3 separate regions of the Mus musculus genome follow, and all the other regions are linked to region 2. Evidence: chromatin contacts called from public Hi-C and promoter capture Hi-C data. All regions are on one chromosome and are shown on one strand. Each heading gives the region's core, a stretch centred on a gene start, on an enhancer-like site or on the middle of the called end of the contact. The rest is flanking DNA. Distances are from core to core; before and after follow the strand shown. Region 1 holds the start of Gan (giant axonal neuropathy). Region 2 holds the start of Wdr59 (WD repeat domain 59). Region 3 holds the start of Cenpn (centromere protein N).

What was found. Promoter capture Hi-C pulls out the DNA fragments that hold promoters and counts their contacts. A called contact is a pair of places that touch in the nucleus more often than the background predicts.
Region 1: a promoter capture Hi-C map of pre-B cells shows a contact between it and region 2, with 6 times the contacts expected there. The contact joins the promoter of Gan here to the promoter of Wdr59 in region 2. A contact is called at or near these places in 1 of 39 promoter capture datasets (pre-B cells) and 1 of 484 Hi-C or Micro-C datasets (neutrophils).
Region 3: a Hi-C map of muscle stem cells shows a contact between it and region 2, with 13 times the contacts expected there. The contact joins the promoter of Cenpn here to the promoter of Wdr59 in region 2. A contact is called at or near these places in 1 of 39 promoter capture datasets (maxillary cranial neural crest) and 1 of 484 Hi-C or Micro-C datasets (muscle stem cells).

What each region holds. Positions count from the first base shown.
Region 1 is chr8:117,155,723-117,159,466 of GRCm38.p6, forward strand. Gan (giant axonal neuropathy) reads left to right here and starts at 2,259. Exons shown (of 11, transcript NM_001081151.2): 1 at 2,259-2,579. The coding sequence starts at 2,413.
Region 2 is chr8:111,520,751-111,524,515 of GRCm38.p6, forward strand. Wdr59 (WD repeat domain 59) reads right to left here and starts at 1,357. Exons shown (of 26, transcript NM_001170742.1): 1 at 1,178-1,357. The coding sequence starts at 1,231.
Region 3 is chr8:116,920,020-116,923,793 of GRCm38.p6, forward strand. Cenpn (centromere protein N) reads left to right here and starts at 1,721. Exons shown (of 12, transcript NM_028131.3): 1 at 1,721-1,764; 2 at 2,309-2,422. Cmc2 (COX assembly mitochondrial protein 2) reads right to left here and starts at 1,417. Exons shown (of 4, transcript NM_026844.3): 1 at 1,332-1,417.

The DNA.
Region 1 (3,744 bases), core at 1,009-3,508, 5.6 Mb after region 2:
TATTTCGGAACCTCTGGCATTTGAAGAATAGACCATCATTACAATCAACGAATACGTTTGTATCAAATACCTGCATCGTGTAAAGCTCTCCTAGTCGTATACATCGTGGGGGTCGAGGGAAGTTAGGGAAGAGGGGTAAGTGTGCAAGCATCTGAAGACACCAGAGGCTGACATCAGGGGTCTTTCCTCAACCACCTTTCTACATTGCTTTTGAAACAGGGTCCTTAGGATTCTGATTCTCGATAAACTGGCTGGCCACCAAGTCCCAGGGATGTTCTTGCCCATCTCCCAGCACCTTCTCCGACCCCTGGCAGGATCACAAGTGCATACTGCAGAGCCTGGCTTTCCATGGGTGCCGGATGTAGAGCTCTGGTCCTCATGGTTGCACAGCAAGCACTCTAGAGACCAACCCCACCCCCACCCCCACACACTCACATCATCCACTTTCAACAACAGCACAACAGAGAGAAAATGCACAAGAACAAAAAAATACAACCCAGGAAACATTTATTTAATATTCACACTTAAAATAAAACACCACCCACCAGCCATCCAACCCTAAGTGAGGAGCACTTTGTACCAGGTACTCTGATACCAAGAAGGGCTTGGCACCTGGAAATCGTGCCAGGCCACAATAAACACGGAAGCGAGCTAGTCATATGGATAAAAAAAGCGTCTTACAGAGCAATGTTCAAAACACATCAACTACTTAAACAAAAGAGTGTTGACTGAGCCCAGAAGCACTATGTGAAAACAGGCCTGCATTATTTTATTATTATATTTTCTCAATAGGCACAAATACAGAGGCTGTATACAACACAGCCCACTACAGGCCTTACTAATTAGTAACTCACAGTTCCTTGTTAGCTCTACTCAGCTCTGCTTTCCCAGACCTTAGTTTTGACACAGCTTACTTTTTTTTTTTTTTTGGATGCGGGGGTTGTCTCTTTGGTTTTTCAAGACAGGGTTTCTCTATGTAGCCCCTGGCTGTTCTGGAACTCTCTCGGTGGGCCAGGAACTCACAGAGACCTGCCTGCCTCTGCCTCCCCGGTGCTGGGATTAAAGGCTTGCGTCACCACCTCCTGGTTTAGAGTCTAGATACTTTTATCACTGCAGGTATAGATACTGTGTTTGAAATGGAAACTGGAAATGTATCGATCTTCTACTAGTAACTTCCTTGACTTTACTCCCCTAGTCTCCTATCTTGAGTATAGTTTATACTCTGATTCCTATCAGTGACGCCAAAGCCTTGCTGCTTCCAGGGTGAAAACCAAGACTTTCCTTGGGGCCTTTGGACTACGGGAGGCTGTGCTGACGCACTGAAAACCACATCCTGCCTTACTTTGAATGCTGCCCCAATGTTCTGATCCTTGGTCCTCATAAGACTTAATTCTCTGTAGCCTCGAGCACCTAATGTTTGCACAAAATGGTAGCTACTTCCTCCACTCCCAAGCACCTTCAGCAACTTCCAGGGACACAGACGAGGCTCGCCCTGCAGAGTGAGCACACCCAGGGGTGCTTAGTACCACAGCCTTGATCTGTCTCTGTGGGAAGTCTAGCCCCCACCATCCGAACATCTGGCCTTCATACCCCCTAGTCTTTCAGACTTTATCTTTCCTAAAAGGTAGGGATGGCAATCATGCAATTAACTGGACCCCCTCTCCTTCCCAATTGTACTCTTGTGCGGGGGCGGAAGGGAGGGCATATACCACAGAGTCCTTTTATCCAGCCCACTATCTAATCTTGGCATCGATCTGCTTTAAAGACCCCGATCTTAGAAACCTTCGGAACACCTTACCCCTACCGCGGTATTTAAAACCCTTCCATTGCTCCCGGTCCCCAATTGCAAGAGGAAAACACCTTCCTTGCCACAGCCTTGCAAAACTGCTTGTTTCTCTCGCTTCACTCGCGACGTCTTCAGCGAAGGCTTCTGGCGGACTCCGCGTTCTGCCCGGAACTAATGGACGTGAACGTAGCGAGGCGTAACTCCCGCGAAAGGAATAATAAGTCCTCGGCTTCACTCTGCGTCTCACTCCCTTCCACACTGAGAGCACTCGGTTCGCCGAGACTGGGAATTGGATACCGCGGAACCGCTAAACCCTTCCGCCCGCACCAAGCACAGCCCGTGGGCGCGCCCGGCGCTCGCAGCCCAGCCCTTCTGATTGGCTGCTGCGAGGTAGGGCGGGGCGCGGGGGCGTCGCGGAAAGATGACGCAACGGCACAGCTCCTTAAAGGCGCCGTCCGCACGCGCTGCCGATGGCGCAGGCGCGTTGTTGAACTTCCAGCTCTGACTCCAGAGCTTCACTCAGTCCGGGCGGGCGGGCGAGCGGACGCGAGGAGTGGCCGGCGGGGACGTGCGCGGGACTCGGGCGGGCGGGTCGGGCAGGTGGCGGCGGAGGAGCGGGAGGCGCGATGGCCGAGGGCAGCGCTGTGTCCGACCCTCAGCACGCCGCGCGCCTGCTGCGGGCGCTCAGCTCGTTCCGGGAGGAGGCGCGTTTCTGCGACGCGCATCTGGTCCTCGACGGCGAGGAGATCCCGGTGCAGAAGAACATCCTGGCGGCGGCCAGCCCGTACATCAGGTGAGCGGGCGCCGCCGCCCATCGCCTCCGCATCCCTCCCTCTCTCTCTGGCCTGGCCGCCTGCGGCTCCAGTGGCTCTGCCGCCGCGCCCCTCGGGCGCCCATGGGCCTCTCCACCGAGATCGCCCCGATCCCGGAGTCCCTGGAGGTCCGCAAAAGCCCCAAACACGGTGTACAGGCCGTCCTGGACCCGCACCCGCGAGCAGGGCGGGGCTGCTCCGGGAAGAGCCGCCCCTTCGCCCCGACAGGCCCCGCCCGGCCCGCGGAGCCCCGCAGAAGTTTTACCTCCGAGTCACCGCACAGTGGGCCGGCCAGGTTTTGCGCGGGGAAGCCAAAACAAACACCCGCGGCTTAGGCAGAAGGAGAACCCTGTAAGAGGTCGGTGGGAAGCCCCCACCCCCAAAGCCCAACTGTCACTTTGCCACTCCCTTGTTACAAACAGGCAAAACTGTTGCGAATTTGAGAAGACCCGGGGTCGTTCTTTGGCTACAGTTACCACCGAGGACCCAGCGATTGTAACCACCAAGAGGGCACTGTAAAACTTAAGCGACGCAAACCTTAGCCCAGTTTACTAGGTTAATGAAAAGGTTGAGACCAAGCTTATAGCATCGGATCAGAATTTGTGAGATGGGCTCCTGTCTTTTCTTTAGCAACTTTCCTTCAGGCAAACTGGTTTGCTCTTTTAATATGGGGGGTGGGGGGGGGCACTAAAAGGTAGAGAAAGTGCCCAGTAAGCTGGTTAAATATAGACGAATGATAGCAATGTCACTAGAATTGACAGATCAGAAAATGGAAAATTATGTGTATGCCGTTTCTTAGGGCTCTGTCCCAGCAGAACTCGGACACATATGCTGTTCTTGAATCTTTGCTTTTGGAGACCTTCGAACTCCAGAAGCAATCCAAGTGCCCTTGAAACTTCTGGCTTTTAGCCTAGCCTGGCCTTACAACATTGGGCTCTTTGTGGACTTAGGGGTCAGGTGTCTGTGAACAAGAAATTTAGATCACCAATATGACAGCTCAGGGCTGGCAGTTCAGAGGTTAAGGCAGTCAATCAAACTGAATTTCCAGGCCAGACCTTTCCCGTAACAGAGTAATCCTAGTTTGGGAAATGCTTAGGAAAACTACAATGGATGCAGTATTGTTACAGATCCTTAAATGGCACCCAG
Region 2 (3,765 bases), core at 107-2,606:
TCGACTCCTCTACCCCTGCGTGGGATATGAGTCGTCTCCAGAGCTCTGGCTTTCCCCAAATAAAGCCTTGTGTGGTTTGCATCAAGCTTGGTCTCTCCTGAGTTCTTGGGTGTCCACTATTGTCCCGAGGCCTGAGTGAGGGGCTCCTCTCGGAGTCTTTCAGATGGAGGAAGGAGACCATTGTATGGCAGCTGGTTCTTCCTGACATGTGAGTCCTGGAACTCAGGCTGGCAAGCCTGGCAGCAGTGCCTTTGCCAGCCACCTTGCAGGCCTCCAATGTTAACAATTTTTAAAGCTTGCCATGTGCCACACTTCTTAAACATGTGGCCTCATAAAATTCTCATGCCAGTCCTGTAAGTATAATAACCTCCCTTCTACAGGTAAGAAAACTAGGCATAGCCGAGCAGTAGTGGCGCTTGCCTTTAATCTGGGAGGCAGCGGCAGAAAAAGGCAGATTTCTGAGTTCGAGGCCAGCCTGATCTACAGAATGAGTTCCAGGCCAGCCAGGGCTACACTGAGAAACCCTGTCTCGAAAAACCAAAAAGAAAGAAGAAAAAGAAAAAAGAAAAAAAGAAAAGAAAACCGAGGCGTGGAGAGTGATGTGAGGGATGGGCTCACAGGTGTCCAATCTAAGCAATACATGTATCTTGTCAACGACAGAGTATTTCCCACATTAGCAACCACTTAGGCTGAAACAGATGCTCCGCAAAACAGTATTTCACAAATTCACCCCCAAAATGGTCCAAGGTGAGACTTGGTCCAAGTAACTGAGGCTCAGAGAAGTTCTGCAACTTTCCCGAAGTCACCAAGTGCAGTCGACTACCTCAGGGAGTGGACACCTCCCCCAGTTCACTACCTTGAACAAGGTCAGAATCCCTTTAGCATTTACAATCACTATCTTGGCGTCCCAAGACCATAAGCCTGTTTGGAACCCTAAAGGCCATACACGCCTTTGCCCTAACTGTCCTGACCAGTAATCAAAGCTTCCTTAGCTATCCTGACTGACAGCTCCAGATGAGCACCGCGTCCATCTTCCCACCCTGAGCAAAGGGATGGATGAAAAGGCGGGGGTGCAGGGGTGCGGGGATGGGGGGGGGGGCGGGTGAGGGTGTAAACCACGGAAAGCGCATGCTCAGATGGCTCCATTCCCAGATGGCTCCATTCACGCACAGCTCACCTGAGAGTCTCGAAACTCCACCACCACGTTCTCGCTGCTCCAGCGCGCCGCCATCTCACTAGCCCGATCGTGGGGTGCCAGCAGGCGACCCTCCACCCCCAACCCCACCCCCAAGTCCGAGACTCCCCGCGTGAGTAAGCCCCACACAGCCTGCTAATAAATCCGGCCACGCCCAGTTTCTCCCTTTCACTTGACCACAACTGATTGGCTACCCCAATGATAGACCCCGCCTCTTCTGCTTTCTCCCCCAACCACGGACCAGGTCTGCCCCAAAACAGGAACGCCCCTTCATTTCGTCATCAGTACGAGTCACCTGGGCACCCCGCGGCTGCCGACACGCCCCCTGCCGTGAGCTCTGCTGGGAATTGTAGTCAAATGTCAGCACAGCGTCAGTTACCCAGGAAGAGCCTGAGTTCAGAGAGTAGATGGCAGTTGTCCTGTATTTTTGCTGGTATTTGGTTGGTATCCCCGTATTCTCCTACACATAGCCTATAAACAAAACCTACATCCCTACCAAGGGAAAAAACCTCTTCTGATTCCTGCCATCAAGGCTTTGAAAAATCTGAGTGCACAATTTTTTGTTTCATGCTGTACAGCCGTGCCTCTGAAGTAGTTCCTGAGGTTCTCCACGAACAACACTTTGGGGGTGGAGGAGAAAACAAGTCCCTAAAGGTAAAAACAATTTTATAATCTTACTAACATCACTGTGCGGTATAGTTCTCCCGAGGATGTGTAGTACAGAGGGAATTTACTCTGAGAGGAAGTTTAAACTGAATATTAAACGACATGACTTTTTTCCTTCTTTTTTTCTTTTCTTTTTTTGTTTGTTTTTTTGTTTGGTTGGTTGGTTGGGTTTTTTTTTGTTTGTTTTTTTTTTGAGACAGGGTTTCTCTGTGTAGCTCTGGCTGTCCTGGAACTCACTCTGTAGACCAGGCTGGCCTCGAACTCAGAAATCTGCCTGCCTCTGCATCCCAAATGCTGAAATTAAAGGCGTGCACCACCACTTGCCCGGCTGACCCTCTTTTTGATAACATCATTTTGGTTTTGAAAAGTGTTATTTTTTTTCACTGAAGATGTGTAATTAATGTTAATGGTAGTTGCCATTTAACCATAATGGTTTTTTTTCCCTATTCATGGTTTTAATTTCTAACACTAGCAATATCTTTATCCACACAGTTTTTGGAGTCTTAGACAATTTTTGAGGATGAAATAAAAATTAATCAGGAAGTTTAGCATAGTAGATACTAGTTGGCTCCTCTTCAACCCTATCCTTTGAAGTCCTGGGTTAACTGGCTTAGCATCTCTTTGTCTACAGAAGGGGGTATATCATACTTAGCTGTTGAGAGGAGCCAAGCACTAGGCCTGACATGTTGTAAAGGCTCAAGTATAAACTGTCACCAGCATTCCTCTCTGAAGATCGTTGCATGAATGGAGAGGAGGTGTAGACTCCTTTCCCCCAGCAGACGCTGGTTATAAAGGTCAGACAAACTTGTCTGTAGGCTAGGGTGACTATCATTTCACTGTCGTCTGCCTGGAACAGTCTAGGTTTTACCACTATAACCAGCAAAAAAAAAAACTTGCATCCCAGAGAACCCTTCAGTACCAGAAAAAAGAACAGTTGGTCCCTCCATGGTAGATAAATGTTTGGCAGAATGAACTGCATATTATTATAGAGTTGCGAGCAATGTGTGAAGATGGCATAACCTAAATTGAAGACCTGAAGTGGCACCTTGAAGGTGACATTTGAGTGTTTCAGTATATTAAGATTTTGAAGGGTATACTATGAAAAGGAAAAGAGTGTGAGCTTCATTAAGAGTGTGAACAAGGGTCTGGAGAGGTGGCTCAGCAGTTAAGAGCACTGATTGTGGGCTGGTGAGATGGCTCAGTGGGTAAGAGCACCCGACTGCTCTTCCGAAGGTCCGAAGTTCAAATCCCAGCAACCACATGGTGGCTCACAACCACCCGTAATGAGATCTGATGCCCTCTTCTGGTGTATCTGAAGACAGCTACAGTGTACTTACATATAATAAATAAATAAATCTTTAAAAAAAAAAAAAAAAAAAAAAAAGCACTGATTGTTCTTCCAGAGGTCCTGAGTTCAATTCCCAGCAACCACATGGTGGCTCACAACCATCTGTAATGGGATCTGATGCCCTCTTCTGGTGTGTCTGAAGAGAGCATCAGTGTATTCACACACACACACACACACACACACACACACACGCACACACACATATATACATATTTTTTCATATATGTGTGTGTGCGTGTGTGTGTATATATATACATATACATATGTATATATATATATATATATATATATATATATATATATATATAGAGAGAGAGAGAGAGAGAGAGAGAGAGAGAGAGAGAGGACAAAGTGCACGGTGGTGGGGGCAAACGCCTGTAATCCCAGCACTGGGGAGGCAGAAGCAGGTAGATCTTTATGTTCAGGGCCAGCCTGGTCTACAGAGTGAGTTCCAAGACAGCCAGAACTATACTGAACCACCCACCCACCCACAAGAGTGTGAACAGAGATCTTGAAGTGTGAAGAGTGAGTTATGTCCCCATTGAATTCTTTCTGC
Region 3 (3,774 bases), core at 471-2,970, 5.4 Mb after region 2:
GAGCATGAGGGTTGGCTGGACTGAGGTCAGGCCCAATCCCAAAACAGACACATACAAAAATACACACTAATTAAGGCCAGCAAGTGCATGAGGACTTGAATTCAATCTTCAAAACACACATGGTGGAAGGAGAAAACTAACTCCAGTGAGCATCTTCTGACAGGCAGGCGTGCACGCACACACACGCACACACACACACACACACACACACACACATGATCATTTCTCAACTATCACCTTAAAACTGCTTCTCAAAAGAATAGGCCTCTGCCGGGCGTGGTGGCGCACGCCTTTGATCCCAGCACTTGGGAGGCAGAGGCAGGCGGATTTCTGAGTTCAAGGCCAGCCTGGTCTACAAAGCGAGTTCCAGGACAGCCAGGGCTACACAGAAAAACCCTGTCTCGAAAAACCAAAAAAAAAAAAAAAAAAAAAAAGAATAGGCCTCCTCTGCATCATTCTGGAACAATCTCCTACTAGTGCCAGGTAGGCAGGTAAGTAGTCTGCTAAGACCAGGGAAATTTTAGAGGAAAAAAGAAATAAATGTCTGCTGAATGTTGACATTTAACACTGAAAATGGAGAGGCGTATTTTCACTTCGATCAACCAAATACCAAGGCCTGGATGTACAAGACAGAAAAGATGTCAAGAGAATCCCTTTGCCAAGGCAAAGTTGCATACATTTAAAGTGGGTTTTGTTACTAACACAGGGTCTAGTGTAGCCTCAAATTCCTTATGTTGCTGAGGGTGACCTTGAATTCCTGATTCTTGCCTCCACCACCTCCCCAGAGCTGAGATTGAAGCAAACCATCCTACCCTCCTTGCCTGGGGTTTTGTTTGATTTCGAGAAGTTTTAACAGAGGCTTCTAATACATCTATTGTGAAAACACTCACAGTCGTCCTCGAAGCCTATCTAACGGACCCTAAACATTACTTTCCTTGTCAAGTGTACCGTGGGGGATCTTTACAGATACCCACATCACCAGCCAGTCCAGTGACTTTTCAGTAAAGAAACTTTTGACGGCAGCTCCCTAGATTAGTTATCAGCCAGAACAGTTAGCTCAATGCGCCCTCAGTGTCACGCATCTCCAAAGTTTTGCAGCAGGGTACGCGCACTCGACCAGGCGCGCGCCCAAGGTCGCAATGCCAGCGAGCGGCGGGCAGATCTCAGCAGTGTGACAGCTCATGCCCGCGGCTCACCAAGAAGAGTGTTCCTAGTAAAGGTCCAAGGGCAGGGACATGGGTGAACCTAGCGCGGCGTGGGAAGCTAAAGAGCCGCGTCCTTCCGCCACAGGCAGCCAGATGCCCGGAGGCTGAAGGACACCCGACACTCACCGTCACTCAGCCCCTACAAGAAGCACAGAAAGAGAAGTCACCGACACGGAGCCCGCAGCTCCCTTAGGACTTGCAAGCACCGACGCTCCGCGCATGCGTCATCCTGCATGCATCGCTCCGCCTGGACCGGTCCACTGTCCCATGCTGAGGGGGATCTAGGGCCATCCCACCGGGGCTCGGCGGGGACAGCACACAGAGATGACTGCCAGGTGGAATTCGAGACGGAGAACAATTATATTTACATGATCCTGTCTCTGAGTACAGCGACTCTGGGGATCTAAAGCGTTTTCCATCAGGCGCCCACAGCCGCGTCCCCCCGTGCAGCCGAAGCAGTGCGGAGGGCTTGCCAGGTGGGCGGGGCCCGAGCGGCCATTGGCGGCTTCAAAAGCACCTCGGCGGGAACCGCTGCAGAGACGGCGGGCGATGTGGACTGGTAAGGCAGCCTCAGCGACACCGAATTGGACTCGGAGGCGGCGGGAGGACTACAGGAGCCAGGCCTCAGACATCTACGGGGGCCTTGCCACGGCGCAGTTCCGCCACGGGATCTTAGCCTAGGAGTGACACTAGTGGAGGCCGGGTCCGGGCCAAGAGGGCCGGGATGAGCGTCCATGGCGTCATATCCGCCCGGAGTGGGGCGGGGTTTTATGTCCCTTGGCGTTTATGCCATGGAGGCTCCGGGCTGCCCGCTCAAGAGCTGCTTTACTTTGATCCTTAGGTTCCGTCGAGCCTAGGTGTCAGCTCTCTAATTCCTAGCCTCGCCTCAGTTTTTGTCCATGCCTCCTGTTGCTATACTCCTTGTGCTCCATGCGGGTCTACCGGATCGTTATTGTCACGTGTACATTCAACAGCCTTGTCTTAGCTGCTACCATGAATAAAGCGCTAGAAAATAGAAATTGAAATAGTAACAGGGCAGAAAGTTCACTCAAAGACTTGCTAACTTTGTTGATGTGTTACGCCCTTTCTGTCATTTCTTTTAGGAAGGGCATGGTGCAGATAGATCACTCAGAATTAAGAATCTTCGGAAGTGCTAAGGATTGGGCACCCCACCCCGAAGGCCCTGATCTCCGAAGTTTATAGCCGCATCTGGCCTGGTCAGTACTGGGATAGGAGAAATGCCTGCTTTGCATACACTCTCCTCTAATTTACCTCACTGAGGATCAGGAAAACGCTCTCAGATGTTGTCACGAACAAGGTGTTGGTTTAATAGTTGACAGACAGTGGAACTATATCCTTCCCTTGTGCATACCGCTTAGGGTGGGTATCCAGTCACTCTTCCATCAGTCATTAGTCAAGTGCATATGAGATTGTTCTTGGGTGACCAGACTCGCTGTGTGATTTGGCTCATGGTGACTGAAATTGCTAGGATCAGAACCCCCCAGCCCTGGCAGCCCTAACAAGCTAGGCTCCATAGGCCACTTAAAAGGACAAGTCTTTTGTTTGTTTGTTTGTTTGTTTGTTTTGTTTTTTCGAGACAGGGTTTCTCTTTATAGCCCTGTCTGTCCTGGTACTCACTTTGTAGACCAGGCTGGCCTTGAACTCAGAAATCCGCCTGCTTCTGCCTCCCAAGTACTGGGATTAGAGATGTGCGCCACCACCGCCTGGCTAAAAAAGACAAGTCTTAAATGAGAGGCAGAAAAGAGACATGTATTCAGTGTGGCCACACTGGGAAGAGCAAAGAGGTCTAGTGACCCACACACCAAGTGTTGAGTCCTGAAACAGAAGATTCAACAGAAAGCAGAGGGTATACACAACTAAGCAGCCCTAGTCACGGTGTGGTCCTCCCATCTCTGAGACATCGTTGCCCTGGTGTTGCAGTCCCTTCTGCAAGAGGGTCTGACAAGGAGACAGAAAAGCTCCCTCTGACTGGCACCAGGTGTCAGCCTTTCCTTCCCCATCAGATCCCTGGGTTGAACTCCATGTCTCTGTGGGGACACTCACAAGTGCCTCTTTTTAGAATGACTTTGCTCCTGCCAGAACAGTTATAAAACGGCTATAGAGTTTAAAAACATAGTTGTGAATAAGATCAACATAGTCCCTGTCTTGAGCAGAAAAAAAAATTAACGTAGCTATGATAAAATTATAAAGCCAATTGCAGGTGGTTCTGTAAAAATAATAAACGATGGAAGATTGGAAAAAAAAAAAAAACAAACAAACCACTGTTGGATGATTGCAGTAAGTTTCCTGGGGAGCCAGGCAGTGGTGGTGCACACCTTTTTAAATGAACTCAGCTGGGACTAGAGAGGTAGCTCAGTTGGTGGAATGCTTGCCTCCGCATGCAGTAAGCCTTGGGGTCATCTCCCAAACCACATGAAACCGGATGTGGTAGCGCACACGTGTAACAGCAGTGCCTGGGAGATGGGGACAGGAAGATCAGAAGTTCACGCCAGCCTGGGTTGTGTGAGACCCTGTCTCAGGAGATAAAGATAAGGAGCTAGAGAGCAAC